Linked DNA regions of Mus musculus: region 2 is linked to region 1. The links are chromatin contacts, called in public Hi-C maps. All regions are on one chromosome and are shown on one strand. The core of a region is the stretch at or near the end of the contact, and the rest is flanking DNA. Distances in the headings are between cores, read along the strand shown. Region 1 overlaps Wipi2 (WD repeat domain, phosphoinositide interacting 2). Region 2 overlaps Tnrc18 (trinucleotide repeat containing 18).

What was found. Hi-C and Micro-C count contacts between places; a contact is called where the count stands out from the background.
Region 2: a Hi-C map of embryonic stem cells shows a contact between it and region 1, with 1.7 times the contacts expected there. The contact joins two enhancer-like sites. A contact is called at or near these places in 5 of 484 Hi-C or Micro-C datasets (the AtT-20 cell line, embryonic stem cells, nephron progenitors and 1 more), 6 of 115 datasets of contacts at active chromatin or transcription factors (embryonic hindbrain and embryonic stem cells) and 3 of 9 other capture datasets (adipose tissue, liver and pancreatic islet).

What each region holds. Positions count from the first base shown.
Region 1 is chr5:142,637,852-142,642,768 of GRCm38.p6, forward strand. It overlaps Wipi2 (WD repeat domain, phosphoinositide interacting 2), which reads left to right. Exons shown (of 12, transcript NM_178398.4): 2 at 351-433. Among named protein-coding and RNA genes, the nearest start is that of Wipi2, 11 kb to the left of the region's middle. Within about 2 kb of position 2,445, at least 41 of the 459 cell types and tissues checked have an H3K27ac peak or open chromatin away from gene starts, as enhancers often do. A contact at or near this core is called in embryonic stem cells, where this site is marked.
Region 2 is chr5:142,725,884-142,730,533 of GRCm38.p6, forward strand. It overlaps Tnrc18 (trinucleotide repeat containing 18), which reads right to left. Exons shown (of 28, transcript NM_001122730.3): 26 at 1,958-2,194; 27 at 1,095-1,169; 28 at 1-304. The coding sequence ends at 98. Among named protein-coding and RNA genes, the nearest start is that of Slc29a4, 26 kb to the left of the region's middle. Within about 2 kb of position 2,583, at least 1 of the 459 cell types and tissues checked has an H3K27ac peak or open chromatin away from gene starts, as enhancers often do. A contact at or near this core is called in embryonic stem cells, where this site is marked.

The DNA.
Region 1 (4,917 bases), core at 1,195-3,694:
AGGGTAAAAAAACATGCTATACAAGTATGAGGGAGAGTTCAGATACCGTGAACACATGTCAAGCCAGGCATGGCCCATCCTCCTAAGGTCGGAAGGGAGGTGACAGAGGAGTATTCCTGGATGCTTGCAGGCCAACTAGCCTGTACTGTGCAGTTGTGATAAGACCCCTGTCTCAATGGCTATGCCATATGCTTTACAGAATTCTGGCCTATAGCATCCTATGCCAAATCCCTTATCAGACGGTGCTGGCGGTAGAAACCCTGGTGACTGGTGGGTGACGTGGGCACTGGTTATGCATGATTGCTGTGTATGTGCATCAGCTCTTACTTCTGAATTTGGCTTTTTTGCAGGTCCCTAGCTGTTGGTAGTAAGTCCGGGTATAAGTTTTTCTCCCTTTCTTCTGTGGATAAGCTGGAACAGATCTATGAATGCAGTAAGTGCTTGCTTTATTTCCCCTTGTTAAACTAAGTAGACCTGTTGATAGAGAATTGAAATGCAGTCTTCTCCTCCCAACACCGGGCAGGTCAAGTCCACATAGTCCTGGGCCAGTCCTGTTCCACCCCAGGACCTCGTAGCCAGGCCTGACCATCTGGGTCGTCTTGTAGATCTCTGGGTATTTGTGTATAAAAGTGCACACTTAGGGCTATGTGTTTGGGCTTCCAGGGCCTGGCATTGCACCATATAAAATCTGTCATTTCTCACCCCACCAATACCATTTAGACTGCATTACTGTCATAAAGCGGTCCTAGAAAACAGAACTGTTCCAGCCCCATGGAAATGCTTTCCTTTGGTCATTTTTTGATGGTGGTCTGTGTATTGGGACAGCAGAAGAGTCACAATATGGGCCTTCTGAAAAAGAAGTAATGGCTCTCCGTAGGACTGTGGTCAGGACTGGAAGTTAATGACCATAAAACACATCATTTGGGGCTAGAGAGGTTCAGAGCACTTGTTGGCTCTTTCAGATGACCTGGATTTAGTTCCCAGAACCTGAATGGTAGCTCTCAACCATCTGTGACTCCGATACAGGAGATCTGACGCCCACTTCTGACATGTGTAGACACCAGGCATTGTACACACTCATACAAGTGCAAGTGAACACTCATACACATAAATGAAATAAATTAGAATATTTTTTAGAGTGCTGTGGGGGTGTAGAGGCCAGAGGCGACAAGCAGTCTTTCTCAAATACTCTGCACACTTTTGCTTTGTTTTTGTTGTTGTTATTTCCAGGCAGGGTTTCTCACTGAACCTAGAGTTTGCTCACAGAGCTAGACTGGATGGTCGTGAGCTCCAAGGTTCTGCCTGTCTGCCTCCCCACGCTGGAGTTAGACACGAGCTAAGGCACCCAGCTTTTTACATGGGTCTGGGGAGCTGACAGAGCCTCTTGCTTGCCTGGCAACTACTTTACCTACTGAGAGGTCCCTAATCCCTAGACATTATTAAATGACAGTTTTTCTTACTACATTTTATTTATTTGGTGTGTAACCTCAAATATGCACATGCGTCTCCACACAAGCATGAAGGTTAGAGGACAAGTTAAAGGAGTCTGTTTTTTCTTCCCTCTGTTTGGGTCCCAGGTCAAACTTGGCTCTGGTAGCAGGCACTTTTCACCCAGTGAGCCATCTTGCCTGCTTTAATACTTTTAAAGTATTAAAAAGATGGAGAGGAGCCGGGCGTGGCGGCGCATGCTTTTAATCCCAGCACTCGGGAGGCAGAGGCAGGTGGATTTCTGAGTTCGAAGGCCAGCCTGGTCTACAAAGTGAGTTCCAGGACAGCCAGGGCTATAGAGAAACCCTGTCTCGAAAAACAAAACAAAACAAAAAAAAGATGGAGAGGGCCAGGCAATGGTGGCACACACCTTTAATCCCAGCACTTGGCAGACCGAGGCAGGTAGATTTCTGAGTTTGAGGCCAGCCTGATCTACAGAGTGAGTTCCAGGACAGCCAGGGCTACACAGAGAAACCCTGTCTTGAAAAACAAACAAACAACAACAAAAAAAGGTTGGAAAGGCCCTTACTGAACATATGGCTGAATGAATAAAAATACTGCTCTTTGCATAGGGCTGTGGGACAAAAACTGGGTCCCGCATCCACTCAAGGCTAGGGCTGCTGAGCAAGGCTGGACATGGAGAGTTTGATTGCATGGACCCCAGGCGGGCATTGGACTGTGAGGAGCTGTGGGATCCCGCTCTGGGGGTGAGGAAGGCACATAGTCTGTGGTCCCCGTGGACCTGCCAGAGTCGGGCACCCTCGAAGAGCTGGTTCTGGGGTTCCTGGGCTACATAGAGGCCAGGGACAACAGGTTCTCACTCTCTGACATTCCAGACTCCACTGTATGTTGTGGAAGAGCTGAGAATGGGTGGGGACCCTTGGGCGTACTCTGGTCCTGGGGCAAAGGGAAAAGGGTAGGAGGAGAGAGCTCTGTCAGGTTACCATGGGGAGGAGACAGTCTGGCTAGCTCAGCAGGCTGCTTGCTTTGGCTGGCGGCTGTGGTTGGAGTACAGGGAGGCCTCTGGCGGGAGGTTAGGGGAAGACCTTTGCTCCAGCATGGTGGGTCCTGATGAGAAGAGGCAGTCCATGGTTTTAAGACCTTTATTGTAAAAAGGCTGGGGGTTGGGGGGGAAGGAGGGAAAGAAAGAAGAGAAGCAGAGAGGCTGGCCATGGCCACATGGAGAGAGGGTAGAAGGAAAGGTGGAGAGGGAGAACAAGGGAGCAAGAATAAGAGAATAAGAGGTAAGAGAGCGAGGAGGGGGCAAGAAGCTCCTTTTATAGGCTGGGGCTACCTGGCTGTTTACCATGACCCAGATAAAACTCTTCTCACCTAGAGCAGTGGTTCTCACCCTTCCTAATGCTGTAGCCCTTTAGTACAGTTCCTCATGTTTGGTGACCCCCAACCATAACAATTAATTTGTTGCTACTTTGTAACCATAATTTTGCTACTGTTATGAAGGATAATGTAAAATATCTGTGTTTCTTATGATCTTAGATTACCCTGTGAAAGGTTTTTATGATACCCCTCCCCAAAGGGGGACGAGACCCACAGGTTAAGAGCAGCCAGTATAGAAGGATCTTTAGGTTAAAGTTAGGCACAGTGATCCATCTGTAATCCCTGTACTTGGGAGGACTGTGTTCTCTGTAAGCCTGGATACAGAGTGAGACCCTGTCTGAAAAACAATCAAAATTATATTAACCAATACATAAATTAAAATCCCTTCAGGTTGACAACCTCCCTCCCTCCCTCCCTCCCTCCGTTCTCCCACCCATCTTTAATCTGCCTCAGCTTCCTGAGTGCTGGGCACACCAAGTTTAAAAGTTGTGTTACTCAGATTGTAGCTCTGGTTACTGCTGAGTTTCCTCATTTAGGTCAGTTAAGAGGCTCAAAGCATGGCTGAGCTCAGTCAGGCTCCAGCACTTGATGCCGTAGGCAGGAGGGTGGGAGCAGTGATCACTGCTGGAGACAGGAAGGTTAGGTGTGGGCACAGGTTGTCTTTTCTGGTTGTTTTGCCTGCAAACCTATATGGACAGGATCCCCTGGAACTGAAGTTATGGCTGGTTCTGAGCTGTCCTGTGAGTGCTGGGGATGGAACCCAGGTGCTCTGAAGTGTGTGAGCTCTGGGGCTGCAGACTTGAGCCCTCTCCCCTGGGAGACATGCTTTACTAGCTGAGCCGTCCCTTAGTGTGTGATTGGCTTTTCCGTCAGCACAGCTCCCTGAGAAGTGACCCAAGTGTGACGATACTTTGCTCCTTTTGTTGATGAGCAGTAGTTCGCAGCTTAACTGTTTACCCATGGGAAGATGAGCAGAGAGTCTAGCTCTGGACTGTTGTTTAAAAGTAAAGCCACAGTGAATACCCATGAGTGGGTTTTTTTGTATGAATGTGAATTTTCATTTCTTGAAGGTGAGTGCCCAAGAGTACAGTTGTGTGGTAACTGCATGTATAGGGTTTTTGTTTTTTTGCTTTTTAATTTTTGGAAGCAGGTGGGGCAGAATGATCAGGGGGGAAGTCCCAGCTAGGTTACTTCTGCAGCAACAAAACAGACAAGAGACAGGCTGTCTGTGGACACACTTCCTGGGTGGCTGGGCCTCATTTACCAGTGATAAAGGCAGTGCGAATGTTGATGGTGCTATGCACCTTTCCTCAGGTATGTGCGATCCTGTCTCATACTTAATTTGGGTTTCCTTGGTAGTGTTGAGACAAGAGTCTACGTAACTCTGGCTAGAACTCTTTGTGTAGACTGAGCTGGTCTCAAACTCAGAAATCTGCCTGTTAGTGCCCAGATAGTTAGTGCCCTGTTAGTGTCCACTAAATCTGGCTTTGCTTGTGATTTCTGAGATATGCTAGCCTCAATTCTCATTCCTATTTTCCAAGGGCTGAGGTTTCAGTTTAGTGTCAAGCACTTTTTGGTGTCTAGCCCCCAACCCTCTGGTTTTTGCCCACTCTTCTTTGTGTTAAGATTAGTCTCAGCCTAGGGTGTCCTTGAACTTTGTAGTCAAGGATGGCCCTAACGTGAGTAAATTGAAGTGGTGTTAAGTCTTGCAGACTATTCTGATAGTTGAAGAAGAGTGGCAGGTGCCTCCTGACAGCTGCCCAGAAGTAACCCAGGCATGCAGATGGGGACTCTGGGGAACAGACAGATAACTAGTACCCAATGAGGAGGATACTGAGGCTATCATCTTAGAATTCCAGGGTCCTGGAAACCAGGAGGGTATTGCAAGAAATATTAGAAAAGAACCCAGCACGTTCCCACCCTAGTGCCAGCAACTCTCAGCCTCTGCCGCCTGGCCAGTCACTCACTGGCAGGCAATGGCCAATCTGTTTTTATCTTGTGGAGACTCTGACCCAGAACTCCACAATCTCTCTACCCAGCTCTCTAGGTTCCCATGCCAACCCCATGCTTCAAATCCCCCATGGCCTTTGT
Region 2 (4,650 bases), core at 1,333-3,832, 88 kb after region 1:
CCACAAGCACACTGGCATGCACACAACACACGTGGTCCCGCGCCATGGCAGTGGTGGGGAGGGGGGGTCTCTGTGGGCCCCGCTGGGTGGGCGGCGCTCAACAGAGCACAGGCACGCCGTCCGTGGAGAAGATCATGCCTGTGGTGGGCTCATAGGTGCCCGCGAGGTAGTAGAGGCCCTCGCTGTCCTGGTATTTCTTGGTCTTCAGCATCTGTTCGTACTGCTCCAGGCCCACCACCAGGCACTTGTGGGACACTGTCTGCACATCGTTCTCATCCACGTGGGAGGACTGGTACAGGGCGCGCTGTGGGGACACAGTGGGTGTTAGGGACTGGAGGGAACCCTCCTGGATCAGGGAGACCCTGGGATGCCTTAAGGGCAGAGACCTGGAGACAGAGACAGATGGATAGAGAGACAGATGGGAACAAAGAGGGACAAGCAACAGATGGAGAGACAATGACAGAGACCAAGAGAGATGAAGAGATGGAGGGAAACAGGTAGCAAGGGAACACAGGATGATGTAATGCCATCCCCATTGTGTTCAGAGTCCCAGAAGCCTTGTAAGCAGTAGATGGGTGTGGTAGTCCGCCTGAAATCTCAGCCTTGGACCACAGAGACAGGACCTTTGGAGCAAGCTGGCTAGTAAGACCAGCTGTATCAGTGAGCTTTGGGTTTGGTGTCAGGAAGTCTCCCAATAGTGACAGTGAACCTCTACCCACACCTGCATGCACACTTGCCACCCAGGTACCAAAGTGTGTGTGTGTGTGTGTGTGTATACAGGAAAGAAAAGTAAAAGAAACAACAGAAGAAGAGACAAACAGATATGCCTGCAAATGCCAGAGCAAGACACAGAAAGGAAAGGGGCACTAGGAGACGAGGAGACGCCAGGACAAAGGCAGATTCAGTGAGCAGATGGGACAGAGACAGGGACTCCAGCAGCCCAGAGCCACAGATGAGAGAGAGGGATGGGGGAGGCAGGGAGGGAGGGAGAGAGGAAGGGAGGCTAGGAGGGGCAGAGCAGAAAGCTCGAGGCCCACCCCATCTGGACGGAGCTTGCCCTCAGCCAGCACCAAGAGCCCACTGCTGCGTCTTACCTCCATGAAGTCCTTCCTCTGGCTGGAGGCCCGCAGGGCTGCAGGGAGGCTATGCCCTGACTTCTGGTCCCAGTGCTGGGGGAGGGAGGGATAAGAGGAAGTCTTAGCCTTGTTTTCCTCCCATCTGAGATTCCAGGCCCACTGCACAAACTCCCTGGACTACTCAGCCTTTCCACGGGTAGGGCCACAGCATGCCCAGCCACAAATGGAGTAATGTTTTTTTTTTTTTAAGATTTATTTATTTGTTATATGAAAGTACACTGTAGCTGTTTTCAGACACCCCAGAAGAGGGTATCAGATCCCATTACAGATGGTTGTGAGCCACCATGTGGTTGCTGGGAATTGAACTCAGGACCTTCGGGAGAGCAGTCAGTGCTCTTAACCGCTGAGCCATCTCTCCAGCCCGGTGTAATGGTTTTTAATTGCCAATTTGATTCTACCTAGACTTATCTGGGAAGAGTCTCAATCAGGCACTAAGTCGGACTGGGTTGTGGGTACATCTGATGGGGATTATATTGATTTTGTTAATTAAGACCTAGTCCACTGTGGGCGGTTCTATTCCCTGCACAGGGAACCTTGGACTACAGGAGTAGAGGAAGCAAGCTGAGCACTAAGCATGAATGCGTTCGTTCTCTCTGCTCCTGACTGTCAACAGTCATGCTGCCTCATGCTCCTGCCACTGTGACTCCCCACAGAGCTGATCTATCTGTCTGTCTGTCTGGTCTATAACAAAGAACTGTCAGCTAAAAGAAAATCCTTACTCCTGCTTTCCGGCAGGGTATTTTAGCATCAACAGAAATGAAACACCATGGGTCTACCTTTACACACCAGGGACTCTTTCAGTTCCCATCAGGGACACTCACCTGGCCCTCATGGAACTGCTTGCCCGGGCTGGTCTCCTCCGGATGGTAGAACCACTTGACACGAACCACCATATTGTTGCCCCAGGACTCCCACATGCTCTGGATCCGGCCAATATAGGGCAGGTTGGGGCGGCCGGCTGACAGGAAGACTGCGCAGTCACCGATTCGGATCATCTCCTTGCCTCGGACGATGGCCTTGTAGAAGAGCTTGCGAGCCTTGCCTTTCATGCCTCGCCGCTGCGGGACGTGAAAAACCACAGCTAGAGCCCAGCACTGTACCCGAAGCCACAGAGCCAAAGGCAAGACACCCCACCAGGCGGTCTGGGCAGATCTGGATCCCCGATCCCTGGACCTGAGTCACCCGCCATGAACCCTCGGGGTCTGCATGGAAGGGGTGCCTTAGCTTCAGTTTGGAAGCGCTCCCGCCTACCCTTGAGTTCACACTTAAGGCGCTACTGCGGGAGTGGAACACAGTTTAGAGCTAGTGTCTGACAAGAGTTAGCAGGTAACAGGAGGTGCGGTCTTAAAAGGAGCTACCAGGCCTCTGCTCTTTCCTCTCTATCTCCTGCCAGTCAAGAGTAGCTTCTGTGCTCCTGCATTAGTTGAGCCCTCTCGGGCGGGCGCGATGGAGCCGGAACCAGCGCAATGGAACCGGAACCAGCACGATGGAGCCGGAACCAGCTCGTGGTGGGTGGAGACAATGAGCCAAAACCAACCTTTCCTTTTCACAAGCTGATCATCTCACGTAGTTTCTCCTAGCAACAAGGGGGAGTGTACGTGTTTGTGTACACGTACACATGCATATATGTGCATGCAGATTACACGTGTGCAGGTGCATGTATGCGGCAGGCAGAGGGATCTTCCTTTATTCTCTCCATCCACCCATTGTGTGTGTCTTTGTGCATGTGCTTCTGAGTGTGTAGATGCCCACAGAGGCAGGAGAAAGGAGAAAGGTTTCAGAGCCTTTGGAACTAAAGTTTACCGGCCTTGGTGAGCCACCAATGTAGGTGCTGGGATTCAAACCCTGGCTCAGTGCTTTAGTAATTTCTGAGCCATTTCTCCAGCCCTTTGGGCCTTCCTTCTTTCTTGGAGACAGAGCATCATGATGTAGCCCTGGCTGTCCTGGAACTCACTATGTAGGCCAACCAGGCTGGCCTCAAACTCACAGAGGTAAGCCTGCTTTTGTCTGCTGAATGCTGGAATTAAGGACATGTGTCACAGGCTCTCTCACTGAACCTGGAACTCCTCAATATGCCACTGAAAATGGGGGGGGGGGCGGTAAAGAAAATGGCCCCTGACTCTGATATCACTGAACGCCCACCTCTCCAGCCTCACTGAACTTAGGAGCTGATGACACACATGAGCCAGGGTGTCCTCAAACACTGAGGGAGGCCACCAGGTACCCCCAAACTATCCCTATTAATCCCCAACTCCTATCTGCTGAAGTAGCACAACTGGGCAGAAAAGGGGTTCCAACTGCTAGGGACACCCGACAGAGCTGGACACACAGCCAGGGGACGCTGGCCTAGGCACGGGGAGGCTAAGAGCAAGTCCAGGAAGGGCCTGTGAATAGGGAAACCCTACAGGTGAGCCTGGCTACTAAGGCTCAGTTACTGCCTGTTCCCAGAGGCTCTGGTGTAGGTCTTGGCTATCCAGGATGGAGTTACTGGGAAGAAGTGAGGAAGCAGAAGGGTGGGACTTGTGAGGTCAGTAGGTCATCAAGGAACACCCTCAAGGGAGTTCAAGGCCTAGGACGCTCCCCTTTTTCTTTGCTGCCTGCCGGACATGCTATGAGCAGTTTATTCCTGGATGGCTTCCTCACTAGGACACCCAGCGCTTCACAGGAGACTAGAGCAATGGTGTCTAGGACTGGTGCTCGGCTCAGGCAGCATGCAGGGAGCCCCGGCTTCCATCCTCAGGATGTCACCATGTGGAAATGGTAGTACGTGGCTGTAACCCCAGTATGCAGGAGGATCAGGCATTCAAGTTCGTCCTCAGCTATACAGAGGGAATGTTGTTACTGTGAGGGAAGGGAACCTGGGCAACACACTGGGCTCTGAATCTCTCCACCCACAGGCATGGGTGGACATGGAAGCTTCCAGAATAGCTCCTGGCAATACCCTCACCGGAAGTGTATCCATGAGTACCTTGTCCCATGTATACTGCATGTATGTGTAGGTGAACATGTATGACTGTATTCCAGTGTAGTCCTATGTCATGGGTTCACATCCCCGTGCTCCATTTATAATCACTTTCCCCACTGCTACCCACATACCTGATAGATTAAACAAAAAAAAGAAGAAAGACTTTGTTTTGTTGTTATTTTGAGACAGGGTTTCTCTGCGTAGCCCTGACTGTCCTAGAACTGGCTCTGTAGATCAGGCTGGCCTCCAACTCAAAGATCCAGCTGCCTCTGCCTCCCTCCCAAGTGCTGGGATTAAAGGTGTGCGCCACCGCCTTTCCAAGCAAGAAAACTTTAAAAAGGAGGGATGACGTATTTTGGCTCATGCTTTCCGAAGGTCTACTTCAGGGTTATTTGATGCGATGTGCTTGGGTAAAACCGCTGGCGAGGAGAGAATGTGGCAGCTGTTCATGTCTCAGTTGAACAGGAAGACAGGAAGTGGTCAGCAATAACAACCACATCCTCGGGGACCCACTGTGCCAGGGACCACTTTCCACAAGTTTCTACAACT